2 separate regions of the Gossypium hirsutum genome follow, and region 1 is linked to region 2. A link is a contact called in public Hi-C data. All regions are on one chromosome and are shown on one strand. Each heading gives the region's core, a stretch centred on a gene start, on an enhancer-like site or on the middle of the called end of the contact. The rest is flanking DNA. Distances are from core to core; before and after follow the strand shown.

Region 1 (6,927 bases), core at 2,196-4,695, 150 kb after region 2:
TGTTTTTATATATAATTACTGACCAACAAGATTTTTAAAACACGACCAATTCATTGATTCAATTTATGTTATCTGAAGAAATAATGGAATCATATGTTCAATTATTCAGGCTTAGGACCTGATGGCTCCCCCAAAATTGAGCCATCGAGTCGATGAATGATGCAACAAACAAGTACATTACATGAATGATGGTTGTTGGTACTTAAAATTATTAGTCAGTCACCTCCATGTCTCATCCAGCACTTGACTACCCTTCCATCCGAACTTATTATTATTTCCCATCCCATCCTACCCACCCAAAGTAATTAATGAACCGTCATTACGATCTAGGACCAAGGCGTGAACACTTCCTTCGACCATTTTTGCTAAGCCCACAAACACACGTCTCCAGAAGCTCGTAGTCCTCCTCCCAGAATAAAAGGGATGCCTTCTCCGGATTCTGCAATAGCATCTTTGAGGTAAGGAAACTGGCAACTGTCCATGTCTGGTAGAGCCGGGATTGTTTGCCTATGAACCTTCCACTTCTTGTGTCATAGTATTCAGGCCACTGATCCACTGCTAGCCTTTCCTCTACCAAAGCAACTGCTTTTTGTGCCAATTCTGGCTTCCCCATTTTTATACAGGCCAATGTGAACTGAAATAGTGAAAAGCAATTCATTATTACGCGACTAAGGTATACGGATATGTCACAGTCACAGGCATTACAAAAGATTTCGGAAGACACGTAATTCAATCAACTATGATTTTTACCTGCCACAATAGTGTTGGCCACGATCCACCATTGTGATACGACCATGGGCTGCAAACAAAGACGCAAGTCAATATCTGGATTATTGTATTCACCAATTTGCTATGTTTATGGATAAGTAACGAAAAGAGCCTCACGTATTCTTTGGGTCACTTCCAGTGATGATCCGCCATTCGTCAGACTCCAGAGCGGGGTAAATAATCTTAAGAGGCATGTTAGCCACAAGATCATCCCATTTTGCCTCGATCAAATCCAGAACATCCTTGTTCTGTTTTGGGGTTCCCAAAGAAGAAACAATGGCCCAAAGATTTCCAAGTGTGAAAAACCTAAAATCCATGTGAGCAGGCTGTAAATTGCCAATAAAGTAGCCACCTTCATCAGGAATCCAATCTACTAGCCATGAAGGAATCTGATCAGGATAGATATTGAACTTGTTGATGGCATCTGTTGAATATTCCTCTGTGTTGTAACGATATATCTCATTGATTTTCTTTATATCAACCCAGTAATACTCTCTGATATGAAATGAGAGTGCACTGAGCCGGTTGTTTATGGCGGCTACCAAATTCTTTGTTGCATCATTCACGGTGAGCATCTCCCGAGAGCAACGCAGAGCAGAATAGAATAAGGCCTGCAAGATCAGGATTCTTAGGGTTTAAACAAATATATGAGTGAAATGTTTAATATATATGTAACAAAAAGTTATTCAGCTTACTTGTATTTCGAGAGGGTGGCCATGAATACCCATTCGTCTATCAATCATACAGGAGCCATCAGTGACCAACAGTGAAGGAAACATGTCGAACCCGTCAGTTAAACACAGATTTAGGATCAGTCTTATGCCTGTTTGTACATCCACCCTATCTTGTAATGAGTAGTCACCAGTGATCTTCCCATATGCTCTCAACAAGATAATCCACCACAACCCTGTGATTTTAACACCAAAATCAGAGAATTAATACCATCTCAACAGTGACAATAATATGATAGTCAGATAACTAACACCGGCAATAAAATATGTTGACGGTATTCGAAATTAAAGAAGTAATCATCAAGAAATGCTTCGTTGACTAAAAGTCACTGTCCTACCAGAATCAACAGGGGCAACACGACCAATGGCTGATTCACCAAAATCAGGATCCAAAACCTCTTCAAATGCTTCAGGGCTTCCATCACGAGGGACTGTTCGAACTTTGAAACTTGCTGGCATCAATCCTTGCCCAGGGCTATAGCAGTCCACAGTCTTCTCCCAACTCTGAAACCACCAGAAACATCATCAACAAACAACCAATGCCTAGAAAATACACGGGAGTCCAACAATATATCACCCTAATAACCAGAAGCTAATAGACCAGTTAAAGTCATGAGGCTCCTTCGATGTTATCTGAAGACAAGATCCCCTGTTGCTCTAAGAAATGCAAAAAATGTAAATTTATGTTCTACGGCATCACCGCGACATCCAAATAATAATTCATGTTCTTCTAAGGACTAAATGTAGCATATTATTGATAATACATCTTTTTAGTTTCTACAAATTCTGAAATCAGTTGTACTATCAAAGACTTCCACTGATAAAAAAGCACACTAATTTTCCAATTAAAATGTAAAAGCAATGTTTAGGTATAAAGATCATAAGTACCTGTAACTGCAATGTGTGAAGAAGAAAATTCTTCACAATCTCTGCCTCCCCATTTAGCAGAAAGGCAAGTGCTGAAGGTACAAAGTCACGGATAAATATCTGATCATAGTTCAACGGCTGCTTGTCAGCTGGATCATTAGCGGCTACGGTCCCCACTGGATTTCCGCAATAGTTCACCACAGCACCACGTAGTATGTTCCATGCCTCTTTCTCAATCTCAGACACCTCTCTCTCAATCCTAGGTTCGGTCAAATTCGAACCCTCTACATCATTTGTATTTACATCTGACTCACTAGCATTTATTCCAGTGTTATCCTCTTTAACTAATCCATCACCCGTCTCAATCCTCTCAATCACCAAAGGCTTCACATTCAACCCACCTTGAATGTAAATCCTCTCGAAATTCTTCTCATTAACATGATGTTCAACGGATGTTGAGTGATTCCTAAAATCCGACGCTACTCTGGGAATTACTAAAACTTCCCTTGATCTACCTTTATCAACACGGAAACTATCACTAACTACCCTAGACTGACCCCAGCTTGAATCGGATACACTAAAAGCCCTCCGATTCGGATCAGCAAGACACTTATAACCTACGACCTGCGACTTACTATGCTTACATGAGTGCACCCTACGGCGATCAACCGCCTTAGAAAGAGATTTCGACAAATTACGGATACCGGAACGGCTCATTTTGGGGGGAGAAAACCCAAAAAAAGAAGAGCTTCTATAACTTATTAGGAATCTACAACAAGGTTTCATGCTGGATATTCCAATACAAGTGCTAGACTTCATAACTAATCCTTTTTCCCCTTTTCACTAAATTCAAGAATCAAATTTCTGTACTCTATGGCAAGATGTATATACAAAACCTCTGTTAATCTTAAAAAATAAACAGAGAAATAAAAGAAAAAATTGGGAATATAATTTAATAATAAACTTCAAAGAAAAGAAAGCTAAAAATGGAAATTAAATCTAGATGCGAATACTTACAATTGAACGTTTGATTATAGAATTGAGAGAGAGATTTGTCTTAAAGATTCAAAGTTTTGGAGATTTTGAAACCAGAGGCATTGCTTGGTATTTATAGGCAAAAGGAAAAGGGGGGAAAAGGTAGGTGGGTGTAATTACTGTTTGTGTCCCTGCACGTGAAAGACTTCAGGTTTTGGTGGTGCGAATTTACCATAAAGCCCTTGAAAGGATTAGATTTGTTTTTAATTATTTATTATTTTTTAAAACACATCATCATCATTGTTTGAAATTTCTTTTACGTGAAAAATATGTAGAAATTTTGAGACTTATCTGTCTGAGGATGACCGTAGTGGAGAAGAGGAATCTTTCGTACAACAATTTCTGTAAATGATCAACGTGTTGAAAAAAATCATATTTCTTCTACAAGAATTGCATATTCTATTCATATTGTATGGTGGAATTTATTGAATTTTTTAAATATTTTAATTGAAATTTTATAGTATCAATTAAATCATTTTATTAATTTCCTCGTTAGTTGTTAGGATATGTTATTTTTTAACAATTTAATTCCTAATAAGATATTATTATGAGATATTATCTTTCCTCAATTTGATTCTTCCGTAACTACTACTGTATAAATATATGTACACCTTTGAGGTCACTCTATTCTTTTCATTAGCTTAAATGTCAAAAAAAACAAGTCTTTTAAAATTTAATGATATTATCTATTTTTTAAACAATTTATATGTTGTCAACCAAACTAAAAGAAGAACTTGATTGTAGAAAATTTTAAAATTTAAGTCATAATTTAAGGATGTCTTGCCATGGTAGTTAATATCGGGCAATATTTACCATTATGGTCCTAAATCGATTCCAAGTAATCTAAATTCCATTCTAATTAGAATTTTGGTATGTTTTGATTGTTTCAATGTGTTTCAACCAAGGTTAATTTGTACTAACTTTAAGGGCAAACTCAATGGGGCAAGTAGGGGTTTTAGCCCTAAAAATAGAAATTTAACCTTTTATTCCACCATAAATAATAAATTTATAATTTAATATACGGTAAATCTACACTTTGGTCTTCAAAAAATAGAAAAATCATTTTAGTCCTTTCAAAATGATTAATTTATAAATTAATAAATAATAATTTGACGTATAAAAAAAATTATAATTCAATTTTGATTACTTTTAAAAAATTTTAAATGCGCCTTCGACTAGCTTGTATTGGGTACAAACTTTTAATTTTTCTTTTATCTTAATCATTTAATTTTTTTAATAATTACATTCAAAATTAAAATATAATTATTAAATTTAATTAATAATATGAATATAATTAAAATATATTTACATGCATAAATATAAAAATAAAAATAATTAAAAACATAACAATCAATATTGTTGAGTTTGTGTGGTGGGGTAGAATTAACCCTAAACCTACATAAAAAAAATAAGTTATTGAATAAAGATTAAAAAAAAGAACCTTTACATTGGCTAGTGATTTTGATATTTTCAAAAAAAGGTATTTTGTTTAACATGTAAAAATTTTAAACTATTTGATTTGTCCGAATATCAAACTGGAAAAGAAAAAAGAACAGGACAAGCACAAAAATATTGGGCAAATTCCATTTTTGTTAAAGGGTAAAAGAGTCATAACACAATTTGCAACTACGAATGGATGAGGTTGGTCGGCGGTGGTTCCCATCTTCTTCTAGTATTTTGAAGGAAGAAATGAAGAAAGTGCAATGTTTGTGGTCCCCACAAGCCCCCAACAAGTGGATAAATTCGTGTACAAAAAAGGTTCCTTAGAAGCTACAAAATTACGTATGTGTCTTTGTACCTGATTTAACACGTGGTAGTTGAATTTTATTTTCGCCATTGAATTATATAAAATCATTTTTGTAACATTAATGGGGTTTTTATTATTATTTAATAATAAATTTAACCTTCTAATATTTATAAATTCTATCAATTTTAACTTTAATATTAGATTGATGAAGCGTCTATGAAGGTTCTAACGATTATGCCCTTGAGTTTTGGAGAATATCATATCTTTCACTCTAAAAGTTTCTCAATGAGGGGTTTCCTGTGGTTTTACATTGTTTTTTAGGCAAATTCTTGATGGGTTTATGGTTGCAGGAGACGTTTTAGTTTCTTGCTTTCATCAGTTGGTTTTGGTTAAGGGAAAAGGCTCTCTACAGAGTAGGGATGTGTTTAATTTATTTTCTTTTACTAATTCATTTTCTTATTTTGGGTTGTGTGTTTAATTATGAGGATTGTTTATGACTTGATGGAACCCAACTGCTCCTATGCTGAGTGGTTTTCCACGGGCATTTTACCAAAAAAGCTCTTTTTTTTTAAATTATCGAAATGGGCCTATTATTTAATTATTTATCGGAATGGTCCATTTTTCGAAAAATCGCGTCCACGTCAGCGCGATGTCAGGAGACGCGCCAGGAAATCACATTCACGTCAGCGCGAGTTGCTGACGTGGCCGCGACTTGACCCGCGCGTGAACAGTGTTCCAATGGTAAAAAAAACTATAAATACCCCCACCTTTTTTTTTCACAAACTAATCCTCTCTCAAATTTCCTCTCTATTTCCTTAAAAAATTCTCTTAAGTTCCTCTTAACTCCCTTTTTTTAAATAATTTTAAAAATTTTTTTAAAAATTTTTTTAAACCGTAAAAATTTGTACGATTTCAGCAATGCTGGAGAATTGACTCGTCTTGATAAGGATCACATATCGGTGGAACAAATGAAAATGGCAAGTATTAAATTTAATTTTTAAATATTATTTAAGAATTTTTTATTTATGCACTTTTAGATAATTATTAATTTTTTTATTTGTTATAAAAGTCTGTAGATCGAGTATTGGAATGCAATATCTAGAATATGCATGCTCCTCCATCACCGTTGGTAGAGAACTACCTGCGGGAAGCAAGTTTTTGGGACGTGGCGACGGTAGGCCAGGGATGCAAGGTGGACTTGAAACTAATCAGTGTGTTGATCGAGAGGTGGAGACTCGAGATGCACACATTCCATCTTCCATGTGGAGAGTGCACTATCACTCTAGAAGATGTCAGTCTGCAATTGGGATTACCGGTGGACGAGAGCCCAGTCATCGGGTCTGCCCAATCTAGCGATTGGGGGGCAGTGTGCTACGAGCTTTTAGGCGCTATTCTGGAGAAAATAGAGGGAGGTAAGATCGAGATGGGCTAGCTACGTGACACATTCCTTGATCCGGATGAAGATTCAACCGAAATTGAAAGAATCCGATATGCTCGGGCATACATTCTTCAATTAATTGGAGGTTATCAGATGCCCGACACGTCACGGAGTCGCGTACATCTAAGATGGCTACTAAAACTCGTTGATTTTAGAGCAACCGATGAATTGAGTTGGGGGTCTGCCGTATTGGCAACGTTATATCGGGAGATGTGCGGGGCGACGCGACCGAGGAGAGCAAAAATCGGAGGTTGCCTGTCACTACTGAAGTCGTGGGCACGGTTTCGCTTTCCATTTCTACGTCCTCGAGTGGACCACCCATATACATTCCCACTTATAAC
Region 2 (6,892 bases), core at 2,381-4,880:
CTTACATTCCCACCCATGAACCAAACAAGTAATGTAACATTTCCGATAATGGTTATATAATATTATATCCCCGTAACCATATTGCAAAAGTAATCCTACATTTTCGAGGATAAGGTAAGATTCTGGAATAGCATTCTATTTAGATTTCAAAGATTACTTTAAGTCGATAATATCACACTCCACTACTGCCAAGATTTTAAAATATAGGGGATAATCGATAATCTGAACACCACCTCTTCCTTAGTTAATCCTACATTCCCATGATAATGAGAGATTTTAGATAATTTTACCCCATTTGTAAAGACTTTGATTCGTTTTACTTAAATCAAAATGATAATTTTTTTATCCTTTGATATATTTTTAAAGTAGATGTATACATGTACCAGATTGAGCCAACACAAGAAGTTTCTACCTATTATCTTTACTCTAGCTTGGCCTGGAACTGCTGCTAGAGTAAGTACAAAAAGAAAAATTCCTATCACTTTTATATATATATATAAAGCCCCAGCTACTTATTCATCTTCGCTAATTTCAATTTATTTATTTAAAAACTAGATATAAAATAGTATAAGCTTAAATAGAAGTAACTTCTATACCAGAATGTGCTTTTAAATAATCTTATATTTTAGCTAAATGAATTTAAATAAAAGAATGTATAACGTTCTAAGTAATCTAATATTATGTGAACCCGAGGCGCTTTAAGGGTGCATTTAATTCAAGGAATATTATATTCTCAATAATAATGTGAGATTTTGGCGTATAATTCCCAAGTTTGAATTTCAGATATTACCAATAGTGTTAAAAGCTTCCCTAAAATGAAGAGTCTGGTTGCAACAATGGCTGCAGACGAAATGGAAGTAACCATGGGTTTTTTTTACTCTCAATTACTACTCACACTGTACTTGGTTTTGCTAGTGGTAGTGCTTAAAGGGCGAAGTGGACCTCAAAGAAAGCTAGTATTGTTTATCTATTACTCGGGATGACTGGGAGGAGTTTGGTTCTTCTAATTAAGCTGGCATTAAATTCTTGAATTATTGTTGATTCAACAAAAAATCAATGGTTGGGTCAGCTGAAGTGTTTTCTATCAGTAATTTTAACCTGCCATTGGAAGTGTTGTCATAGCAAGTGTGGGTCTTGAGGTTTGTAGATGATTTCCATTGCTCGTCTCAAAAATATAATTTCTTCATTTAATACTAAAAATAGTCATGAAATTTCATAAACATACAAACCTTACAAGAACACCTGCTCTCCCCTCTCAAACCTGAATACTGAGAGAGATTTAAGAAGAATGTTTACCTATTTAGAAACTTTTTGAGCTTTAAGATTCCTTCTACCTTCATTCCCAACACTACCTGATTTGTGCTTTGATTCTTCTATGTAATCGTCATCTCCAGCAACAATACCATCTTCAAAGATATCCACATCATCTTCTCCATCCCAATCCTCCTCCTCCAGCTCTTCATCATCATCAACTTCATATACATCATCACCATCATCATAATCTTCATCATCTTCGACTTCAGCTTCATCATCACCACCTGCACGAACAGTGTGCCAGTCGGGTGGAGGTGGACAATCCTCAGTGATTGCCTCGTCTCTTTTTATCACCAGATGCCGAATGACTCTTTCATCTTGGTCTAACATGGTCTTAAGCTCATTAATCCATCTAGCTTCCAACTCAAAGTTCATCAAGATGTAGTGGGCATTCTTAGCTTTCTTTATCTTGTATGCTAGTCTCCGAAGACCCCAATCATTCAATCTCCATAACCTGCCTTTCTTCTCCCTCAAGAAATCTGCAGATATAATATAAGAAATTTACACCAGGTTACCTTGAACTTTCTCATTGATTCTTTCAAAAGAATATGTTGGGAATTCAATAGAAGGATACTAATAGCCCAAAATGAAAAGAACAATAAGCATACAATTTACACCAAGTTACCTTGGACTTTCTCATTGACACTTTCAACCTCTTCATCATGCTTCTCATGAACTAAATAAACAACCTCGTAGTGCCGCACTGTATAAACAAGGAGAATAATGAATCATAACAAAGTGACCAGATGTCAAACAACATTGAAAAAAGAAAATCCACGTTATCCATACAATGATAAAAGGTTTGCTTCTCCATATTTGACAGAAATCAGAACCCCAAAATGCAACTTTGATATTACAAAGGCTAATAAAACCATGAGTTTCCCTGAATTATTCAACTCCCATTTTAAGATATTCATATTCCATTTCCTTGGAAGGCTGCCAAGATGTTGATATCTTTGGCCTCATATTCAGGAGTTCGATAAATCAATTTATACTTTCTAAAATCAGCTTTGAATCCAACACTTGCTGAGGTCTTTGTTAGTAGTGACATAAGTTCATCCTACAATTCATGAATCAAGAATTCTTGCAACAACATGGTCCGCTCAGACAAATACGAGGAGTCAATTAAACCATTTCAAAGATATTTTTCGCTTTTTAAAAGGCAAGAAGCAGAGAAAAGAGTATAATTGTGAAAACCAAATAAAAAGCTTGATGACTATGATAGAATAATAAAATTTTCAAGAAAACAACCATAAATTTCTTTATGTTTAATCCTATCATACTAGCAGAAACTACAAAGTAACTACGAGAAGTAGGCTTACTGCGTTCCAAGTTCAATGCGCTTTGCAGCTCAAGGTTAAGAGATTCATACAATTCTTCTGCAAATTTACAAACAATTTTCATGAGTACAACGCGGCTATATTTATTCATCTGAAATATAAAAGCAGGTTATACAAACTTAATGACCACAATTGACTTACGTTCTTCTTCGTCATCAAACTCTGGGAGAAGTCTACCATCTTCCTGAACTTTCTTCTGCAATTCAAAGAGAAAACCCACACCTCAACTTCCATGGAAAAAAAAAAAGATTAAGGAGCTAAAATTTCTCAAATGGAACACAAAAACAGTACGTGAAGCAGTGGCAGTTCACAATAAGAAAGCCTTGGCCTTTTCTTCTTACTAAGCAAAAAAAGGGGAAAAAACTCTTATCTTTACTAAACATAGATATATAACCCAATTGATATTGCAGAGTTATAATAACACAAAGAAAGAAAACATAAAAAGGAGAAAAAAAAGGAACAAGGGTTTATGCAGAAAAGAGACCTCTTTGAGAAGAACAGCTTCAGGGAAGAACCCAGTGGTCTCATCTGGCTTGGGGATAAAACTGTGACTGTCTTGCTTATTATCGTTGTTTTTGTTCTTCTTTGCCTCCACAATAAAAAGCTTTCTACGACCAAGGCAAGAGTTTTGTAGCGGGAATATGGAGAAAGAGTGTTGGTTTCCAAAGAACCCACATTTTATTTGAAGTTTGGGTAGGGTGGGAGCAACAATTTTCGTAGAAGAGTGTAGGAGTGACTCCATTGCAGGAACTTGAAGAAGTTGCAGAGTCTAGTAACATATATCTTTAAATCTGGAGTTATGGATAAAAAAGATGCACCCAATACCCACATCTTAAAGCCCATTTATGAGACGTGCGAATTTCATTTTTTTAATCACATAGTTCGCAGTTGGTAAAATTCGATTATTAGCCCCTACACAATGCATAAGTTATAGATTTAGATTCTTTACTTTAATTTTAAAGTCTGTTTTGAGCCAAACAGCTAACAGTAGCTGATAAATCCTTTGTTATATCAAATTCAACATGAAATCTTTTTGTGATTACATAAAATTTTAAAAATAGTAAATTTGACAACTACCGTTTAATTCAAGGCTTAAAACTAAAACTGAACAAATCAAAATAAAGAGAATAAAATTTGGATCGTACAAGAACTAATAGGAGTATTTATCCTCAGAAAATACAATATCCTTTCAGCTTCCATTTCAGTAAAGAAAAAGGGAAATTGTCCTGAATTATAGTTCTACCATCTTGTGTGGCAATTGAGAGTATCGTCAGGCATTTCTTCAAAGGAAAAAAATAAAAATTGAACTAGAAATTCAGTTGACGCTTTGATAAGGATACTGACAACAAAATGAAATGAAGAATGTGTAAGAAGAGAAGTGCAAATTTTTTTAGTAATACTATAACCGGGAAGATTAACCTCCAGGGTCTGCAATCTATTTCATATTTGGTATGACGCTCCATATCTAATTATTTGAAGGAAGATGATAGTAAATGCTATACAAAATCTGCATGAAATATGCCTCACGGCCCGAGAACAAGTTAAACATGGATTCAAGTTTTCTGGATGTTTATGGCCAAAAATTGCTTTCTCTCTCGACAATCCGGGGCTACACAAATCATGATGACTGCAGCTTACCATTGTTTCTTACCCTTTTTCTTTCTCTTGCTTCCACTACCGCTGCTGCTGCTCTTCGAGCTGCTTTCTGCTTTCGTAGATGGATTTTCAGCAGAGGTGCTGCTACCATTAAAGTTGTCAAACATGCCTCCTTGTACTGCATTCTGTAACCACACTAAGAATTCTTCTTCGGTCATCGTTTCTTCCAGATTAGGAGGAGTTGGCATTGTGCCACCTCTCTGTCCTGAACTTGATCCCTTGCCGGTAGCATGCTTGGATGTCACACTAGTGTTCACATGAAAACTTGGCTTATGTGTGTTAGGTAGACATCTCATTCCCTGCAACATAATCCAGCAGTATTGAGTGTAGACATGATTCATATCAAAAGACTAATACAGTCTCATACACGAAGGAGATGGATGTCAGTGGGTACAACTTGTGAAAATTCCATGTGAAACCCATTTAGCATCCTATTCAACTCCAGATATCTTCGTATTAACAGTTCCCCATAGGTATTTTTTGGTCGAAGTCAAACTTCTTACTAACAGCCAAAGATCGCCTTAAACTTTTTTAGGCAACCAGAAAAAGAGCAGTAGCTCCTGTTAATCTTTTGAATAAATGCTTCAATCCTCCTTAGAAATGCATCCTTGATGGGTGGCAGATTAACATGATAACAAATACCAAGTGAAAGTTGACTTTACCTGACAAATATACCATTCAGTAGCATCGTATATCTTGCTATCAGCACAGACATAGGCAGAGGGAGCTTCCACCTAGACCGACAACCAATTAACTTTATGTAAAAAAAGTAGAAACAGATCTTAAGAATATCAACTCAAACAAGACTTGACCCTCGACTAACTGGGGTAAATACTTCTAAAAGCAATCCCTATAACTCTTTCTTTTTCAAGAGATTGTATTATCACTTGTGTCAAATCAAAGAAATTGAAAAATGGAATAGTATCTGCATGTAATGAGAGGTGGACAGTGCATACCTTAAGCAAAAATCCGAAAAATAAGGGCTCCGACGATTGTTCAACCCATCCATCACCATCTTTTGCTTGATGAAAATCTTTGCATTCCTTAGGTAAGCTCCAAAAACAATATTAATTTCTTGTTAGGGAACAAATGAAATCGTCAGACATTAGGGGATCTCATGCTCGATGAGAATGTGCTAATTGTCAAAGTCATAAACAGAACAAGCTAAAATGATACATGTTTTAGGGGGCAAGAAAATACCTGGCACCATCTTGCTCGAGATTTTGATTTCTTGGTGTGTGCCCAGACATGAAAGTTACCACATTTTTTGCAGGCAATACGCCTGGATTCTCCAAATGGTTCCTCCCCATCAGCCTCTGACCGTGCAGATCTAGAGGGAAAGAAACCATGTCTGCCATTCTGGCGATGAATTGCAGAAAAAGATCATGTAAGATGCAATGATTGATATATCTACTGCAAGAAAAAGATTTTATGGATGTACTGCTTAAGACAGTCATTTCCTTGCAAGAATCAGCAGAAACTTTAAACTAAACTCTACAAGATAGTCTTTCTTTATATTCAAGTGAAAAGTTGCAGGATGTATGCTCAGACCTTTTGAGAAGCATTTTGAAATCTACGGAAATAGTTTAACAGCTCCTCCCGCCTAAGCTCATCATCATATGTTTTTCGCTTCAACGAATCAAGTAAAACCTATAAACGAAGTTCTATTATTATCAGAAAAGAAATGCCAATCCACAAGGGGGAGAGCATAATAAACCAAGAGATTACCTCATATGCATTTTGAAGCTTTTTAAAAGCTTCTGCAGCCTTTTCATTGCCCATGTTCTTATCAGGATGGACCAGCATTGCCTAGCAAACAGTCTGCAAATTTCAATACCGTACACATCTTGCTCCTATTTTTTGTTAAAACAATTTGAAAACGATAAAAAAAAAACAGTGGGTATCAAGGGTAAGCTGATCCAAAAGAACTTTCACAAAGGCTCACTTAGATTTTACCCAATTGACTAGATACATTTGGCTAATAAAGCTCCAGAAAATTTGAAGAAATACTCAGAATGAGTGACCAACACAATGCAAAATAAACACAGGACGTACCTTTTTTCTGTATTCTCGTTTCAGTACATTAACATCGACATTCTGATACCGTGACAAACCCAATGCAGAATAGTGATCAGAGCAGGTCAACAATCGAGCAACTTCATCTTCAGAAGTCATCACAGTGTCAACCCCACTAGTTGAAGCTACCCCAGGACCATGGTTTGCAGAAAACCCTGGGACATTTTCAGAGAACGAACCATGCACTGACTCGTCATTGAAAAAGCCTGAATGACCATACATTCCATCGGTTTGCTCAGGGTTTCCATCAGGTGCTGCTTGCTGATTTATGTGGTTCTTTAGGTAGTAGATCAATGCATCACTTGAGATAAATGATAGATTAAGAGCCAAAAGCAAACCAAGCCATCCGGCATACATCCAAGCACAGTATACAGAATATATAGTGGCGACCAATAACGCAAGACGCTCATGGCTAAACGAAAATGCCAATCCTGAATTGCAAAACCAAAACTCCATAAATTTGGTGGAATAAATTAGCAAATAAGACTAATCCAACCAGAAAAAGA

Evidence for each region. Hi-C and Micro-C count contacts between places; a contact is called where the count stands out from the background.
Region 1: a Hi-C map of leaf shows a contact between it and region 2, with 2.4 times the contacts expected there. The contact joins the promoter of LOC107916214 here to the promoter of LOC107916220 in region 2. A contact is called at or near these places in 7 of 34 Hi-C or Micro-C datasets (hypocotyl and leaf).

What each region holds. Positions count from the first base shown.
Region 1 is chrD10:53,581,381-53,588,307 of Gossypium_hirsutum_v2.1, forward strand. LOC107916214 (alkaline/neutral invertase C, mitochondrial) reads right to left here and starts at 3,446. Exons shown (of 6, transcript XM_016845371.2): 1 at 2,388-3,446; 2 at 1,838-2,003; 3 at 1,464-1,675; 4 at 886-1,379; 5 at 751-799; 6 at 32-634. The coding sequence starts at 3,185. The coding sequence ends at 320.
Region 2 is chrD10:53,426,707-53,433,598 of Gossypium_hirsutum_v2.1, forward strand. It overlaps LOC107916220 (acidic leucine-rich nuclear phosphoprotein 32 family member A), which reads right to left and starts at 3,631. Exons shown (of 5, transcript XM_016845376.2): 1 at 3,139-3,631; 2 at 2,796-2,850; 3 at 2,637-2,693; 4 at 1,940-2,017; 5 at 1,165-1,793. The coding sequence starts at 3,396. The coding sequence ends at 1,297. LOC107916219 reads right to left here. Exons shown (of 10, transcript XM_016845374.2): 4 at 6,366-6,817; 5 at 6,039-6,119; 6 at 5,862-5,960; 7 at 5,511-5,669; 8 at 5,267-5,353; 9 at 4,973-5,044; 10 at 4,024-4,609. The coding sequence ends at 4,289.